2 separate regions of the Ovis aries genome follow, and region 2 is linked to region 1. A link is a contact called in public Hi-C data. All regions are on one chromosome and are shown on one strand. Each heading gives the region's core, a stretch centred on a gene start, on an enhancer-like site or on the middle of the called end of the contact. The rest is flanking DNA. Distances are from core to core; before and after follow the strand shown. Region 1 holds the start of PLK2 (polo like kinase 2). Region 2 has its middle 220 kb from the start of PLK2.

Region 1 (5,253 bases), core at 979-3,478:
ACCAAAAAGAAAATCAGATTTTTTTTCATACTTGGACAGAAGACTCAATAACACATATACATGTTAGTATTTTATTAAGTGCTCAAATGTTTTGGAGGATAGACCTGTATTTCCTATGGCATGTTCAACAAACAGTACATCAAATGCTTAAGTAAATTTGGTAAAGAGATATACAATAATATATGATAATCAAAGAATGGAAATAATAAAAATATCATGATTATTCTTCACAGTCCTTTTATCATAAAAAGTCATAAACAAACTAGATTTAAAAGTTCATTATCAGCAGATAAAATACACGTGGTGTAAAATTAGCTCTGGAAATTCAGGTAGTAATTTCTAAACCAGCAAGCCTACTATAGGCTAGTAAACAACTCTGCCTAAATCTGGGGGGCAAAGGTCACCCCTAGGTTTAACTTTAAAGAGGAAGATTACATAAGTCTTCATGTCTACCTCTAGGTCCACCCCTGCCCTGACAATCTGGGGGTAAAGTTCACTTTTACAAGAAACATGCCTGGGCTTGCCCTGTTTACAGAATCAAAAAGGAAGAGTCATAGAAGACTTTCTCTTTCTACTTTGTAATGCCAGTGACACTCCTTTCTACACTATGTGGGAAGGACTTGAGACAGTCTTTGAAACCATGCATACCTAAGTCACTGATAACATGCATTGTTGTTGTTTTAGTTGCGAAGTCCCATTGGACTCTTTTGCGACCCCATGAACTGTGTAGCCCAGCAAGCTCCTCTATCCACAGGATTTCCCAGGCAAGAATACTCCTTGATGGTATCTGGACTTGAGCCAACCCTTTTCTAAACACTTTCCAGGGGGTTAGTAACCTGATGTTCTATATAGATCTGGAAATTAGTATTGAAATATTGTGAAATATATCTTATCTTAGATTTAAAAATTTGCCTACTGATCATTAACATAACTTGGATGATCTAAATACTTATACAGAGAGACTATATAAGAAGTTACAAATTCTTTAAACACCAGATTCGTCATCTGTAAAATGGGAATAACAGTATTTTCTACTTAAAATGGATGCAGAATTAAATAAGGCATTTGAAAACACTAAATATGGTGTCCTGCACATAAAAATACTATTGTCATTAGAGCAAGAAACAATGGTGTTCCTAGGTAGGCACATCTGAATTGTAAAATCTGGAAACAGGAAACAGCCATGTTTTAACTCACTAGGCTATGTTCCTCCCTCATGCTCCAATTCCCTCCATTTGGAAGGCCTAAGACTGCCTCTTTCAGCACCAGAGCAACCTCGTGGCTTAATGAGCCATTTAAACGACGCAGTCTGCATAACCCCTTCGGAAGAAGAGATAGATGGTCTCGACTGTAAAACCATAATCAGCACCAGGAGCCGGATTACACTACTTATTGTCAAAGCAAGCCCATAAGGCGGCCCACTCCAACCGCTAACTGCGCTTCTGGCACATTCCACGAGATGGCGCCTTTGCTCCCAGTCTTCGGACATACTGAAGGCGAAGCCTTTCCCAGGCAACTGCCTCCCTCGCCAAGGTTAAGAGCCTGACTTCGGATAAAGGCTTGATCTAGGGTGATGGGCACTAAGTGGGACTTGGCCATGGTTAGCCGACCGGCCTGAGCCGAAGTCTGCCTCGTTCAGAAGCAGCGAGGAGCTCCGAAGACCCTGCTCCGGGAATCCCTGCCTTTCAGGGGCACGGCCTCCCCGGAGGGACCCTCTAGACAGGAGCTGGTAGGGTAAAAGAGCGGGGTCCGCGGCAGCCCGGTGGCCCGGGGGAAGCCTCACGTGCCTGTGCAGTGGACTCTGGCCACAGTCACCCCATGACACCGGAGGCGTCAGGTTGCGGGGCGGTCAGCAAGGGCTTTGCGAGGGAGGGAACCTGCGATGACCGCAGCGCCGCGGGCCACCGGGTGGGGCCGAGGCGTCGGCCCCCGGGTTTCTACATCAAACCTAGAAGTTCGAACATTCCAAGAACGGGGTGCTGGTCACGAGGACGGCCGGACGCCTGTGTCCGCCTCCTCATCGCGGGGGGCGCTTCCCCGCGGCCAGACCTCCCGCTGTCGCACGTTCCTCGCGAGCGGAAACCCAGCGGCCCTTAACGACCTCTCGCCTGGCCCCGCGCGCTCTAGAGGCCGGTGGGCGGGGCGTTGCCCGTGACGTCGCGTTCCGTGTCGATTCTCCGCCCCCTTCTCCGCCCATATATAAGACTTCGCCCGGCGCTCGCACTCTCACAAGTGGACCGAGGCGTCGGGCGCGGGAGGTTGGCAGCGGTGGCGGGGCGGAGCTCGAGGGCAGAGGCCGGCTCGGTCGTGTGTCCGCGCCTCGGAGGTGGTGGCCGGTAGTTAGGCGACGAGGCGACCATGGAGCTCTTACGGACTATCACCTACCAGCCTGCCGCCAGCACCAAGATGTGCGAGCAGGCTCTGGGCAAGGCTTGCGGCGGGGACTCGAAGAAGAAGCGGCCGCAGCCGTCCCCCGAGGAGCCGCAGCCGCCGCAGACCCCGGCGCAGGTGCAGCCGGCGGTCCCGCACCATCATCACCACCACTCGCACTCGGGGGCCGAGATTTCGCGGATTATCATCGACCCCACGACGGGGAAGCGCTACTGCCGCGGCAAAGTGCTGGGAAAGGTGACGAGCGGCGGGCGCCCAGCTGCCAGGCGGGAGGGAGGTCTGCCCGGGCGTTTCCCCCGCCCTCCACCCCCTACCCCGCGGGCCGGGCCGGGCCGGACCTGGAGTCCCCGCTCCCCCGCCGTTTCTCGAGGTCTCGGTAATCGGAGCTCGGCGCGGCGTGGGGTGGTTACCTGCCCTCCTTTGGCTTTTGTGCACTGACAGCGCGGGGGTCGCGTTCTCCATCCTTGACCGCGGCTGTCTGCCTCCTCCACGAGCCCCAAGACATTGATCTTGAGGCCAGAAGCGAGGGTTTTCTACACCACACCTAGCCCTCCAGATGCCTCCCCACCCCCACCCCAGAGGATTTCCTTGCACATCTCTTCAGATCCTATTTCTCATCTCCCCGACCCCCAGCCCCGCTCCGTAAAGCTCCTATTTGTAAAAGGAGAAGGGGCACCGGTTTAACTTAACTGTTGTTAGGAGTGCTTTCCCTTCGTGAAGGAGCTTTTGAAAAAGTAGACCGCGTCCCTCTGTCCACCCTTCCTCATATTTTTGCTTATCTTTCTCGTTTATTTGTTTAAAAAAAAATCTGCCGTCCATGTTCCTGCCATACTCAATTCCCTCTTGGCTTTGTTTCCTTTCAGGGTGGCTTTGCAAAATGCTACGAGATGACAGATTTGACTAACAACAAAGTCTATGCTGCAAAAATTATTCCTCACAGCAGAGTAGCCAAACCTCATCAAAGGGAAAAGGTGTGTATGACTGTTGAGTAAAATATTTTCTTTGTGTGCAGAGATGGCCCTTCCCTGTTAGGAACATGTCTTCTGCATGTGTAAGCAGCTGGCTTTGCAGAGGTGAAGGAGGCTAATAAGACTGATCTTGCTTTTCGTTTTAGATTGACAAAGAAATAGAGCTTCACAGAATTCTCCATCACAAGCACGTCGTGCAGTTTTACCACTACTTCGAGGACAAAGAAAACATTTACATTCTTTTGGAATATTGCAGTAGAAGGGTAAGTCTTCACTCATCTGAGTGCATGTTCTTCCTGCACACTGACCTGGCATTCAAATTGCACTTTATCTGGCAATTTGATTGTGGACATAATTATAATATGGCAGCATTACCTTTCATCGCTCCTCCTGCATAAGGAAACTACTGATGCTGGCAACTTTATTTGACAGATTCTCTTTTTCCCTTCTCCTCCTCCCAGTCCATGGCTCATATCTTGAAAGCAAGGAAGGTGTTGACAGAGCCAGAAGTCCGATATTACCTCAGGCAGATCGTGTCTGGACTAAAGTACCTTCACGAACAAGAAATCTTGCATAGAGATCTCAAACTTGGTGAGCCTTTCATTCCAAACCCTGACTTTCGTATCAGAGGTGCATGCTCTCTTTCCCTTTTCTTACATAGTTAATGTTCTTAGTTGGGATCTAGCCAATGCAGTGTTGCTTCTGAATGATGGCTCGCCTGTTAAGCAGCTGGCTGCCTGCCTCTCGAGTGGATGGATGTGTGTGTACTTGGTTAGAATATTTTTTCAAGAGAATTCAGACTTTTTTGTTGTTGTCCTCCAGGGAACTTTTTTATCAATGAAGCCATGGAACTAAAAGTTGGGGACTTTGGTTTGGCAGCCAGGCTGGAACCCTTGGAACACAGGAGAAGGTAAGAGTCACAAGAATACATCTTAACTAGGGTTTTGTGGAGATCAAACATGCCCTTTTTATCTTCCAATTAATGTTTCATAGGTTAGTTGATATTAAAATCTATAAACTGCTACAATGTTAATTGAAGGAAATACTTACTCAGTGCCACTATAGCCTAGGCAGAGTATCTTCAGCCATAAGTTGATTATGAAACAAATCTTTTATTTGCCTGAAATGTATAAAAGTGTCCTGCTGTACCTGGTCTCAGTTGGCTTAAAGCACTTTGTCATGTGGCTGAAAACAATTGTACATGCATTAAAAAAAAAATTACCAAGTCGTTTGGTGAAATGTCAATTGTTCATACGCCAAAAGTTAAATGTTTTCAAATAGAAATTCAGCGTAGCTTACCCAGAGAACTAAGTTTAAACAAGAGGAGAGTTCCTAGTGAAATCTTCGTATTTTGTTTTCCCAGGACGATATGTGGTACCCCAAATTATCTTTCTCCTGAAGTCCTCAACAAACAAGGACATGGCTGTGAATCAGACATTTGGGCCTTAGGCTGTGTAATGTAAGTAAATGTACCAAAATAATAAAAAGTCAAATTTAGATATAGATTTTAGCACTGGAAAATAATTGCTTTATGATGGTTCCTAAAGAGGTGTTTCCTTGTATACAGGTACACAATGTTACTAGGAAGACCTCCATTTGAAACTACAAATCTGAAAGAAACTTACAGATGTATAAGAGAAGCAAGGTATACAATGCCTTCTTCATTGCTGGCTCCTGCTAAGCACTTAATAGCTAGCATGTTGTCCAAAAATCCAGAAGATCGTCCCAGTTTGGATGACATCATTCGACATGATTTCTTTTTGCAGGTTGGTGGATTTTTTTTTTTTTCATCTTTTTATAACATGCTCTTGATCCTAATTTCCCAGCAGGTTACTGAAAGACTTTTCTTATGCTTCCCAGGGCTTCACTCCAGATAGACTCTCTTCTAGCTGTT
Region 2 (5,253 bases), core at 1,610-4,109, 220 kb after region 1:
ATTACTACAGTAACAATCTCATGCATCCAGAGTGAATTGGTTACCTAGGAATCTAAATAAAGAGAAGTTGTCTCTGTATAAAAGTCCTGGAAAAATCAGTATTTATGGAGTTTCAAGGAAGAAAAGCCCGTGCAAGATTTGAAGAAGAAAATTATTAGAGAAATAGAAGAAAACAAAACAAAACAGAGGGGTTGAGCATAAAGAACCCAAATAAGTACTCTCAAGAAGAAAGATATCTACAGTGACCAACATGGTGGGCCAGTAAGACAGCAGTACACACACGCTGACTGCATTGTACAAGATGAGATGAATTGATGACCTGAGAGCAAGTTTAGTGGAGGGGGAGGGCTGAGACTTGGTGGCAGAGGGTTGAGAATAAAAAGATAAATAGTAAATAGAGACTCGTCTTGAGAAGCTGAAGCAGGTGGGAAGTCAATTTTACATGTATCCTTCATTCTATTTCCCCTACCCTCCTGCCACTATAATTCACTCTCTCCCATGAGTCTTTATTTCTCTTTAGTGTGTAAAACAGTCCTCCCTTGACACAAATCCCACTTATTCAGTTGACTTCCCACCTTCTTAGAATAACCTAAAAACCCTAGTGAAGGCATGCACATTTGGCCTGAAGATTAAAACTTCAGAATGATTCAGAGGAGATGGATGCTGGGGTGGATAATTCTGTGAAGTCAATCTGAGCAGAAAAAGATACTTAGAAATGGTGTTATTTGAAGATTTTAATCTCCTGACACTGAGTCACTTTAAAGGAAGTGACAGGTCCCTGGAGAGTGACTGATGGAACAGGATATGGTCACTTTAGGTTTGGGGTCCCTTTTAGTGTGTGAGGAAGTCCGGGAAAGGATAGCTGTGTACTACATTCTTAGTTCTCATCAAACCCAGCCATTATTGTCTGAGGAAATTCCATAGTGGTGCTGGGTTCTGTAGCACTGAACAGTCGGCCTTCAGGTCCACAGATCTGTTTATAATCACGCCTACTTCTCTTGTGCTATCATCGCCAGTACAGCTATGGATGCCCCAACACAGATGGATTAGTATTGTATCAGCATTAGTGACATATCAGGGATCCTTTTACCTTGTGATCAGGTTTTTTGCCTGTGGATTTTTGTTTTTTGTTGTTTCTCTATCCAAGGAATTCAAATGACTAATTCTCAGAGCCAGAGTTACACATAGTAATAGATGAACATCCATGTGAGCAGACCGTAGCACAGTCTTGATCCCCGAGTCAGCCCTTAAGCTGAACATAAAGTTGTCTTAAGATCCCAGGGTATCTGAACAAACTTTAGAGTCCTGGTGGATCAGCAGAGGGGCGAGGAGAATGCTGGCTCCCAAGACAGGTGTTCGGAATGGGAGTGAATGAGTGAGTGAGAAAAGGACTTATACTCAGCAAGAATTATTAGTATTGTATTAATGAGACATCTGAGCAGAGGAGGTGGGAAAGTCCCTTGTGTTTCATTATGATGCGGGCTTAAGAATTTACTCTGTGTGGAAGAAATGGTCTGCATTAGGGAAAAGCTGCTGGTACATGTGGTCTTTTAGAAGCTGTATAGAGGCATGTATTGATGTTGGTTTTATATGCAGAATGCCTGAATTATAATTCTAGTCATAGGCAAAGCGCTTACCATCAGGGCATATGCATCTTTGTGCACATGTGGAGAGTGAGGTTACTCTGGAAAGAGATGTGATTTCCCAGCCAAGATGGCTCATTTATTTTGATAGCTGTAAGCGCACAAAAGAGAATGGGCATAGCCTTTAGCTGCAGGTGTTCCTGGGGAGCGCAGATTGGCGGGGGCTGGTTGGTGGAAAACCTGTAGACTTCCTCTCCAAAGAGAAGCTGGGAAATCATCCAACACGTCCCACTTTCCTGACAGGAAGCAAGATGTGGGGACAGGAAGGCTGTGTCAATAAAGCAGCAAGGCTAAGCCTTTTGTGATTGTTTTTGCATCACAACTATTCCACAGCCAAGCTTATGAAATTTTGCTTCTGAACAATTGTAACGTGCTGATCTTCAACAAAATGGAAGAGGAACTGAGTTTGCGGTCCTTTCCCGTGAAATCTTCTGTAAAACAACACAGAAAGGAAACTTCAGAATGGGAGCCACCCTTGTCACACCAAGAGTGCTAATTAGGGCATCGAAGATCACCTGCTGCGTCACAACTGCCCAAGAGAGGAGGATGTGCGCTTCTCAGGAGGGGTTTCCTGCTGGGGCTGGTAGCTTCAGCCCTGGGACCTTCCTGACCCTGGTCTAAGAAATAATCCACTCCATGTTTCTAGAGTTGCTTCCCTGATCCCTCTACTGTGCTTCCCAAAAAGTCTAAAGTAGCTCATTTTTACCCTCACCAACCCATTCCCCCAAACACACAATCTCTCATTTCTGACAGTCAGTTCTTTAGGCTGATGACCCAGTTAATGAGTAAAGTCTTTCCCAACTCCATCAGCCTCTCCACTTCTTCCTCTGATTGTAATGGCCTCACACATCCCCCACTCATTGTCCCTCTTAACACAGCTGCTAATGGGAGCAAGAATTATTCTGCTTCCCACAGCTCCCACAGTCTAGGAGGGGAAATATGTTAGGATGGTTGAAAGAAGGCTCTTGGGCTGAGGACTCAAACCCAACGTGAAGATGCCTGAATCACTTTGATGAAACCCCTGAATCAAAATAACTTGGTCTCTGTTGCAGTTTAGTTCCCTATTTAACAAATTGAGGATTTAGCACCACGTTGCATCAGAAGGGATGTGTCTTGAGAGAGGTATGGACAAACAGTATGGGCAAAGCTATTGAAGGAACATATTGGGTGAAAATATAAGAAAAAAACTGGTACAAGGGTTTTTAGACGAGGACCTATAGAACTGCCTCATCTTTTTGCTCCTGTTCCTTCATCTAGCCAACAAATTTCTATTGCACACAAAGTTTATGCCAGATATGGTTCTGAGTAATGGGAATACCAGACAAGGCAATATCAGGCCAAAAAAGAAAAAAAAAAAAGCTAGTTAGAATAGAGCTTCTATTCTCATTCAACATATTTTCATAGAGCATAGATGTCCCTATTTTGTAGGGATAGGCCTGGTTTCACCCTACTGTTTCATAGAACTATTAATACTTCACCCTTTCACTCCAAAATTTCTCTGTTCAGCCAGTAATTTACATAGGCATGCTCACTCGTCTGCCAAGAGCTCTATGCAGGATGAGCTGGTCTTGAGGGAAAATGTGGAGCAGGGTAAACAAGCAGACAAAACAATTAACATTCAAAAGTGCTTGAGTACAAAGCACAAGTTGCTGAGAGCACTTAGCTAGATCTTAAAAAAAATACCAACATTTGACTGAAAGATAAGGGGAAAAAGGTAAAGAGGCAGGATGAACACATTAGAACTACTATTTTGCTTTCTAACTGGAATAGTCAGAAAACACAGTTGCTGCTGCTGCTAATTTACTTCCGTTGTGTCCGACTCTGTGAGACCCCATACACAGTAGTACAAAGAGCAATGGAGGAAAATGATGTGTTTGGGGATGTGTATCCAGTTCAAGGCCCAAATGATTTGAATATCACAAGAAACCAGAATTTGCTGAAATGAGAGAATATAGCTGATATAAATATATTTTTAATATATGCTTTTAAATATCTTCTGTTCTTTTTCACACTCTGGACCCCATCTCTGCTTTATGTATATACATATACACACACAGTCACATACAGCTGAAGAATGAAACATATGTATATGTGTACACATCTTTATGCATATGTTCCATATTTACATATATGCTCGATTCTTCAGCCATATGATGGTCTAAGGTAAGGGATGCTCTATGTAAGAGAAACCCAGAGAGCACAGACTTCTCCTGAGTGCCTTCCAAACGTCACCCTTTATTTTGATTTTGCCCTTCCCTTTTTCTTTTTGATTATTTTACTTTCCTTCTGCTAGGGAATTTTTGCTTTTTCTCTTTTTTAACTAGGAGTATATTTTAATTTTTAAAATTGTCTTTTACTTAAAATTTTTTTTAGCTTTATTGAGAATTAATTGACAAAATTGTAAGATATTTAAAGTAAACATCATGGTGATTTTTATACAGCTTTTAAAGATTACTTTCCATTTGCAATTATTACAAAATATTGGCTATATTCCCCATGTTGCACAATACATCCTCGAGCCTATCTTTCACCCAGCAATTTGTACCTCACATTCCCCCATGCTTAGATTACCACCCCTCTCCACACACACACACTGGCAGCCACTAGTTTGTTCTCCAAATCTGTGAGTCTGCTTCATTTTTGTTATATTCCCTTGTTTTTTGTGTATTTTAGATTCCACACACAAGTGATATCACAGAGTATTTTTCACTTGTATTTTTTCTTTTTAGAAATAGCTAAATTACACTAACCAGTCCTGTTGCTGATGGAGAAGTCTTTCTTACTGCTTTCTAAACAATGAATAGGCCTCCCCAGGTGGTACTAGTGGTAAAGAACATGCCTGCCAATTCAGGAGACGTAAGAGATGTGGGTTTGATCCCAGGGCCCAGAAGATGCCCTGGAGAATGAAATGGCAACACATTCCAGTATTCCTGCCTGGAGAATCCCATGGACAGGGGGACCTGGGGGCCTGCAGTCCATGGGGTTACCATGAGTCAGACACGACTGAAGTGACTTGGTGTGTAGACAATGAATGAGAGAGGACTGACGTGTGACATTTCCAGGTCTGTGCTCTAAAAAATTTTCCCTTTATCTGCCATGAGCTGCCAAGTGGACATTGACTTCTCCCACGTCTCCTTTCTTGACGTGAGGGGAAACGGCAATGTGACTATGCTAAGCCACTGAGATTTAGGCAGTGTTTCTTCTGGCAGCCAAGTTGATTACTTTAAATAACACACCTTCCCTTCCTCCTCACCTTTTCCGGGTGCAGTTCTGCAGCATCTTAAAAGGTGCATGTGGTTGTTAGAGAAGAATTCTTCTGGTTGTTCTTTCCTTGCTCTGGAGCTGACCTAGGTGGATTAAGGAGACCTAGGTGGATGAAGGAGTCCTAGGTCTTTGGTTCGCTTTGTTTTCCAATTTCAGTCGTGGCCTACTAGAAGCTGTCCTCTCATCTTGGGCCTGGGTGACTCCTCAGCTGACCAGATCATTTTATCACCTGATTCTTCCTCCAAAATTTACCACAGAAACAAAACATCTACTGAGAAGACAGCAACTTCCACTTCTTCCATATTATTTAAATTTTATGAGCACAATTAATGGAAAGTGCAATGAA

The links. A called contact is a pair of places that touch in the nucleus more often than the background predicts.
Region 2: a Hi-C map of tail adipose tissue shows a contact between it and region 1, with 5 times the contacts expected there. The contact joins the enhancer-like site here to the promoter of PLK2 in region 1. A contact is called at or near these places in 2 of 16 Hi-C or Micro-C datasets (mesenteric adipose tissue and tail adipose tissue).

The regions. Positions count from the first base shown.
Region 1 is chr16:21,040,136-21,045,388 of ARS-UI_Ramb_v3.0, forward strand. PLK2 (polo like kinase 2) reads left to right here and starts at 2,229. Exons shown (of 14, transcript XM_004016964.6): 1 at 2,229-2,628; 2 at 3,255-3,362; 3 at 3,506-3,622; 4 at 3,821-3,950; 5 at 4,182-4,269; 6 at 4,723-4,818; 7 at 4,927-5,125; 8 at 5,220-5,253. The coding sequence starts at 2,359.
Region 2 is chr16:21,258,387-21,263,639 of ARS-UI_Ramb_v3.0, forward strand. No RefSeq gene overlaps it. Among named protein-coding and RNA genes, the nearest start is that of PLK2, 220 kb to the left of the region's middle. Within about 2 kb of position 2,860, at least 5 of the 54 cell types and tissues checked have an H3K27ac peak or open chromatin away from gene starts, as enhancers often do.